2 separate regions of the Lactuca sativa genome follow, and region 1 is linked to region 2. A link is a contact called in public Hi-C data. All regions are on one chromosome and are shown on one strand. Each heading gives the region's core, a stretch centred on a gene start, on an enhancer-like site or on the middle of the called end of the contact. The rest is flanking DNA. Distances are from core to core; before and after follow the strand shown. Region 1 holds the start of LOC111892895 (protein transport protein SEC16B homolog). Region 2 holds the start of LOC111892901 (receptor protein-tyrosine kinase CEPR2).

Region 1 (3,899 bases), core at 1,310-3,809, 290 kb after region 2:
AGCTATTTTGAGTAAAGAAAGGAGCAGCCTCAGAACTTGACTATCCCTGTAATTCATGTTAGAAGATTCAGAGTGTGTGATCCTCTCATCAATCCATTTACTCAACTCTTTACCACCAACATTTCCACCAGCCAGTGGACCAGGAAATGACTGCCGACCTAGACTTTGAAAGTAATCTGCTCCGCTGCTTGACACATCACTGGAAATTTCTGCCATGCTATGAATACAAATTGACCTGCCATTTGAATCCTTCAACAAAACAAATATACATATATTTGTTAGGTCATGTGAAATCAAAACTCAAAAAAATTAAAAAAAAAAAAAAAAAAAAATACTGACCTGACTTCCATAGGATGTGTTCATGAGGGCAGCAGCAGCATTGTCTTTCATCACAATTAGCTTTCCACCAAAACCAAAAGTAACCAAAGCATGAGGAGGGCGGCCAGCTGATGACCTTCCTGCTTGCTGACCACCACTGTGAAATGGTTGTACTTGTTGGGAATAACCTGAACCTGATTGGTTCATACTGCCATAGGTTTTTGGGATATTCATCATCTCACCTTGCTTGAATGTGGTCTGGTTAAAGTTTCCACTTGGAACAAAGGATTGGGCTCCAGAAATGGCAGGGAACTCACTAGTGCCATGGGAATTTTGGTTGCCTGTAGGATCTGACATAGGACCACTACTACTCTTGGCAACAGTATCAGGCTGCCACATACTTGATCCTTGTTGCTCAACATTACTAAAAGACCCATTCCACTTGTATTCTTGTCCTTGACTACTAAAAACTTGAGATCCCAACGTTTTCTCATCATTCCCATAGTAAGTGTTAGTTGCAGTTGCAGTTGCAGAAAACCCATTTTGATTAACCTGCTTCTGGGCAGGTTGCCACATTTGCTGTTCAACATTACTCAAAGACCCTTTCCACTTGTAATCTTGTCCTTCAGATCCTACCTGTAACTGCTTCTTTGTCTGATCCTGCCCACCATAATAACTACTAGTTGCAGAATACCCATTTTGGTTGACCTGCTCCTGTGCTTGAGAATTATATGCATCCAAAGAGCACCATTCTTGAGTGTTCATGTCATAATACCAACCAGGGTATTGGGGATCGAAAACCATATTTGATGGATACCCATTGTTTTCTTGTGAAGCCTCATCCCATGATAAACTCTCATTAGTTTGATTCCAAGTTGTGACACTTCCAGTCGTGCCTTTCTCTGCTACAGCCTCCACAGCAGATTGGACTGACTGTTGCTGCAAATAAGAAACCTCTGGTTTCTCTGTCCACTCAGAAGTAGTACTTGGATCATGAGCCCCTTGTACATCATCATAACCTTCATTTACTTGATACCATTGCCCAGTGTTTGCATCATACTTCCATCCTGGATAAAGATTCTCCCAGTACTGACTGCTGTTTGGATCTTGACCATCTGTACTTTGTTCCCCAGATGTAGCATAAGCTTTGACCTCTGTACTTTGTTCCCCAGCCGAAGCATAAGTCTGGACGTCTTGAAATTGATTTGAGTAATCATTAACATTCTTCCTATGCATGGAATCATCTACTATATTGCTGCTTCCCGACATAACAACATTCTGTTCCCGACTAACCAAGTTACCTCCTTTCCCTATTTGATCCACAGAACTATCTCCAAATTCAGTGAAAAAATCATTGTAGGATCCAAACCCATTACCATCATTCTCAGCAGGTTCAGTAGCAAAAGCTGCCCACTGCACCTCCTTAACACCAGGACCACCTCCAGATCCATGATCCCAACTAGCTGTAGAATCCAAACCAGCTACCTCAGTATTGGGTTCTTCACTCACGCTATCAAATGCAAATGAATTTGAAGAAACCAACGGACGACCATGGTCTAAAAAAGTGTCAGTTGACGCATGTTTGGTATCCCCATCAATGGAAGAACAAGCTTCACCTACTTTCCCCAAATCTTCGAGTCCAGTGCCAACATCACTGATACCTAAATTAGCAAAAGCTTTAGCATCATCAGAATCGTTCCCATCAGCTAATTTGGTCGTTTCTGAGGATAATGGAGTGACCTTATAATCATCATCGTCATCATCGACCAATTTATCAAAGAAATCTTCGTCAGTATCCTCCACCTGAAATGGAGGATTTGAAGCCATCTATACCAGTCAAAACCTAACCTAAAAAACCTCTCTCGATCCCAATTGGGTTCAGAACCACGTTACAGATCCGGAACAAGAACTCCTAATAAATCTAGAAAAAACCCTAAATTGATATATATCAGATTAAAAACAGGAGAGATCCAGCTAGGGTTTTACGGATCACCTAACCAGAATTCACAAAACCGTGAATTGCATCATCCAAATCCCAGAGCAAAAATTTACCTTTGAACAGTCTTAGCGCATCAAAATCGAACAAGATTGATCCCCAAAAGACATGAATACATTACGAAATTAACTTAGATACCAATATGACGATTTGAAGAAAATCGCATTACGTATACAAATCTATATGTAGAGAGAGAGAGAGAGAGAGAGAGAGAGAGAGAGAGAGAGAGAGAGAGAGAGAGTATATTGGAGAAGAGACAAGCCCTCGATTTCGAACCAGGTGACTCAACTAGCCACCAACGCGTGGATTATAATGTTCTTTTTTCTTTTCACCGTCTTCTTAATTACTTTTGTACATCAAAATAGCTAATCTATTTCATCGAATAACAACATTTTTATTTATTTTATTTAGGTTTATCAACAAAAACATATATTATTATTATTTTAAAAATAAATTCACATCTCCTAATTCATTTGGAATTTATAGTTTTATACATTAAGTCTTTATATCTAAAAATACATTTTACTTAAATTATTTATTACCTTTTTTATTAATAGATTTTATTGACACGACATCTACATAATAATAATACTCCAATTTTGAAATTTTATTAAAGATATAAATTAAAAGTCATTAAATAGCAACTTATTTGTTATTGTCTTTTTTAAAACATTTTTAGTGGGAGTTTTTTTTTTTAAGGTTGTTACTATTGACTAATTAACAATGATCATTTATTACCATTAAAGCATATTATTTTTTTTATTGATCACTTAGTGTGAGTGTGTATATATATATATATATATATATATATATATATATATATATATATATATATATATATATATATATATATATATATATATAATATGAAGTGCTTGAAAGAACTAGGAACTTAAGAGATAGGCTAAGAGAATTGGAAAGAGAGTGTTTAGAGAGACATGAGGGAAATAACAACAGAATTTTTTATTCGTATGAATATTCGATGATTTTTACAATCGTTTACAATCCTTTATATAGGAAAGGGTAGCGTAATATTTACACTTAAAATATCGACAGACAAAACATGACATTACATAAAGTAGGAAAAGACTACACACCAAATAAAATAAAGGCACGTCTGTAAAAGTCGGAAATAATAATTCTATACAACAAGTATAATTTCATAAATGGCTCTTGAACTTGTTATGTCTTGTCATTTTTCACAAATGGCCATTATCGTTAAGGACATTATCGTCATCTTACCAATCTCCTTTAATGTTTAATTTTTCTGTGTTATTTAATATCAATATAAATGTCTAAAAATTAACAAAATAACTCAAAATTTCGGATTTATTTTTTTTTAAATAATTTTGTATTTTTTTTAAATTGAGATCTTTTAATTTTTTTCAAAAAAAAACATGAATTTTTAAAAAAAATGAAAAAATATATTTTAAAAAAAAACTATATCTTTTTTCAAAAAAAAACTGCATTTTTTTTTTAAAAAAAAAAAACTGCATTTTTTCTAGAAAAAAAAATTCAAAAAAGCTGTAATTTTATTTCAAAAAAACTGCATTTTTTTTCTAAAACACTAAATTTTTTTTTTTTT
Region 2 (3,723 bases), core at 1,010-3,509:
ATCTCCAGCTTTTGAAGATTCGAAAGATCCGGTAAAACACCGGTAATATTATTTGCAGTCACATTCAAAACGCGGAGATCATTGCAGTTGACGAGGGCGGCCGGCAGCTCGCCGTGGATATAATTCGAAGGAATCACCAGAGATTTCAGGCTCTCAAGAGCCCCAAGCGCCGGTGAAATTTTTCCAGAGAGAGATTTGTAGTTCAACGAAATCTCCACCACCCGACCCGTTTGATTGTCACACGAAACCCCGTAAAATTGACACGGAGATTCCGTGATCTTCCATGAATCCAAGTAATTCAAAGGGTCTTTTAACTGCTTCTTGAAATCAAGTAGCGCATGGACTTCAACAGACAAAGAGGAGCAGAATACTGGCCGGAAAAAAATGCAGGCGAAGGAGAATACGAATAAGAAGAGCAAAACAGATGTAATTTGGCGGGATGAACGTAGTAGGGGCTGTTTTGACATTTTAGAGAATGTGCGAGGGTACTCCGGTCATTCTAGTGGAAGATGAGTGTCCATGTCCCTTATCAGCTGGCGACCTCCATTATTGGCCATGCAGGTTGCTCTGGTCTGGAAACAAATTCAATAATAGTGATGGGTGTCAATCATATATATATATATATATATATATATATATATATATATATATATATATATATATATATATATATATATATATATATATATATATATATATATATATATATATATATATATATATATATGAATGAGTTCTATGGAAAACAAATAGCTATAATAGCATATGTCGGAACCAATAATCAAATGATACGTGTCCATTTCTTTATTCACAAATAATATATTTGGGAAGTTATTTATGTAGTTACCCTAAATTGATATGCTGTTATGTTTTCATTGGTTTAAATATGTGTTGTATTAATCATTTATTTTCTATACAACTCTTCCGTGTGTATATATATATATATATATATATATATATATATATATATATATATATATATATATATATATATATATATATATATATATATATATATATATATCAAAGGAGATGGTGACAATGAGAAATTGAACTATATCTACTTCATTTTTAACGTGATGTATTTGCGATGATAATTTCTTATTTTAATTTTTCTTGATGTGCTTTAATAATATAAAATAATAATATGCTTTTAATATTGTTGGAACCGATTATCGAAGTTTTATATGTTTAGAATCATTTGAGGTCATTATTCTTTCGTCGTAATTCATAACGTTACGTATATCAATTGTGTTTTTGTTTATTCGTTCTTTTTTAATTTTAAATTCTTCATAGCTATATTTAGAAAATATTAGTTGTATTGTAGCAATGGCGTTCTCTATTATTATAGAGATAGAATAGAATTGATTTTCTTCTTTAATATCAAGCCGATGATATATATGTCTATTTTGTTCTAGATATGTAAATGCATTTAATTAATCCCCAAAAGTTAATCATTGTTTGTAACCTTTTAAAAGTATTACTAACAATTTATAACCTCTTAAAAATATAAATAAGATAAAATAATTAATACACTGTTGAAAACTAAAATAGTTTTCAAAATTAAAAATCAATACACACAGTACAACTTAAATTGCAGAAGGTACCGAGTCACACTAAGACTCATTCATATAAATTTTTAAAACCACTACAAAAGATGAAGAATATTTAATTCAGGCAGTAAAATTAATCCAAAACACATGTACAGTAACTTGTGAATATGAGACACGACTGAGAGTCATGCTCTGTTTCATATATATACATGTGTTTAAACAGGTGATAAATTCAAAGGAAATATTATTAAGTAAAAACCAAAAACAGAAACTGAAGAATACAAAGATGAGTTCTGACCTCGAAATATGGTAATGTCCTAATTGATTCCTGAAATCAAAATTGAAAGGCTTATGGAGTCTGCTTCTTGCTCTCTATTCCTCTTTTCAAGCCATTAAATATGAGATCGACCGTTTTGAAATATGTTTAGGAAGAAGAGAACATCAGTTTAGGGTTTTGAAGAATGTCGATTTGAAGATCAAAACAGGATTTTATTGAAGAAATTCGATGAAATTTGTATTGGGATGGAAGAGAATGAGAGAATTTCAAGAAATCTTTAAAACAAAAACAGAGGGTTATGGGAAAGAGATAAGGAGAGATGAATTTATGAATAATAATAATAAAAAAAGAGTGGTGGGATTGGGGCAGGCCTACCGAAGATTGAAGGGAAATAGAAGAGACGACAAGAGATAAAAGAAAAGACAAAGAAAGGGATTGGGTGTGAAGGTCTTCCAAATTTTAAGAGATGCTTTGATTGTTGATAGCCACGGATTAGACAGAAGCTTCTTCACTCACTTCTCTTAAGTCTAATTTATTTATAACAAAAATTAACTGATTTCGCGAAAATCTATTCGAACTTAGTGATTTTTTTTTACACTGTTTACTGAAGATTCGAGCTGCACGTGTAAGTTTTTCACATTTCTTTATGGAGCATGGAGTCACTTTACACGGAGCATAGGTTTAGTGAAGTCACCTAAAAAAATGTGGAGTAAGTCAGATGAATGGTCCCTATGGTTTAAAGTAATTTGTATGTTTGGTTCCTAACTTGTTTTTTTAACACAATTATTATGCGCTTGGTTTCTGTCTTACCTAAAAAAAATATTTTGCCCTTGAGTTTTTAATTTATTTAAATAAACACACCTCCAACCTCATCTCACTACCTTATCTTACCTATCCTACTATTTTTTCTTATTTAAATAATAGTCTTTTAGGTAAGACAGTGACCAAGCAAGTAACAAAAACAAATTGTAGGGACCAGATACATAACAAAAACAAACAGTAGAGAGCTTCTGAGTTAAAAAAATATGTTAGCGATCAAACGTGCAAATTATCCAAAACCATAAGGACCATTCATGTAATTTACTAGAAATGAAGGATGAGCGGCTTAGTGAACTTGTTGCTCGCTCTTCTCTTGGTTTGTAATATATGTATAAAACTTGTACTGAAACGTGTGTAGGCTGACTCTAATTTGAGAGATCGACTTTTTTGGGTCCTTCCATTGAGGATGAAAATAAAAGAAAATATAAGACAAAACTACATAAATGATCCTTATGGTTAGAAGAAAATTTTCACTTTGGTCCAAAAAAGTTTGGACTAGCACCAGAGGTCTAAACTTTTCATTGTGTTGCGAGTTTGGTCCATTTCATAATTGGAAGTGTGCGAAATGACATTTTTGTGCTCTTTATTTTGTTTTTCCTTTTCTTTTTCTTTTATTAATTTTGTATTTTTCTAATTAATAATTAAATAAAAAAGAAAACAAATACAACACTACCTCACCCATACTCCCTCCATAGCTTATTTTTCTATGTTTCTCTCCGCCGGGAAAATTGGAACTCCCGTCAGAGCTGTCACCACCACTGGAGTTACCATTGTTGGCTTCGTCTTGGTCCTTCGACGACACTAACGATCTGCCGTTCTCCCACCTAAACGACTCTGTAACATGTTTGGGTTTGTAATGGTGGCGAGCTGAAACCCCAGTAGCGGCGACACTAAACTTGACCTCATCGATGGAGGTTTGGTGACCACCATCTCTTTACGAAGCCCTTTCTCAGATCTTACACTGACGAAACCCTTTTTCTTTATGGAGGTTTGGTAACGACAGTGACGACTTCCTCTCCCTCATTTTCCAACGACTGCGTCGAGCTACGAGTTTGGACATAGACGGCGGCGGCG

Evidence for each region. A called contact is a pair of places that touch in the nucleus more often than the background predicts.
Region 1: a Hi-C map of leaf shows a contact between it and region 2, with 6 times the contacts expected there. The contact joins the promoter of LOC111892895 here to the promoter of LOC111892901 in region 2. A contact is called at or near these places in 2 of 4 Hi-C or Micro-C datasets (both in leaf).

The regions. Positions count from the first base shown.
Region 1 is chr3:709,751-713,649 of Lsat_Salinas_v11, forward strand. LOC111892895 (protein transport protein SEC16B homolog) reads right to left here and starts at 2,560. Exons shown (of 13, transcript XM_023888977.3): 1 at 340-2,560; 2 at 1-249. The coding sequence starts at 2,145.
Region 2 is chr3:416,559-420,281 of Lsat_Salinas_v11, forward strand. LOC111892901 (receptor protein-tyrosine kinase CEPR2) reads right to left here and starts at 2,260. Exons shown (of 3, transcript XM_023888981.3): 1 at 1,852-2,260; 2 at 1-572. The coding sequence starts at 467.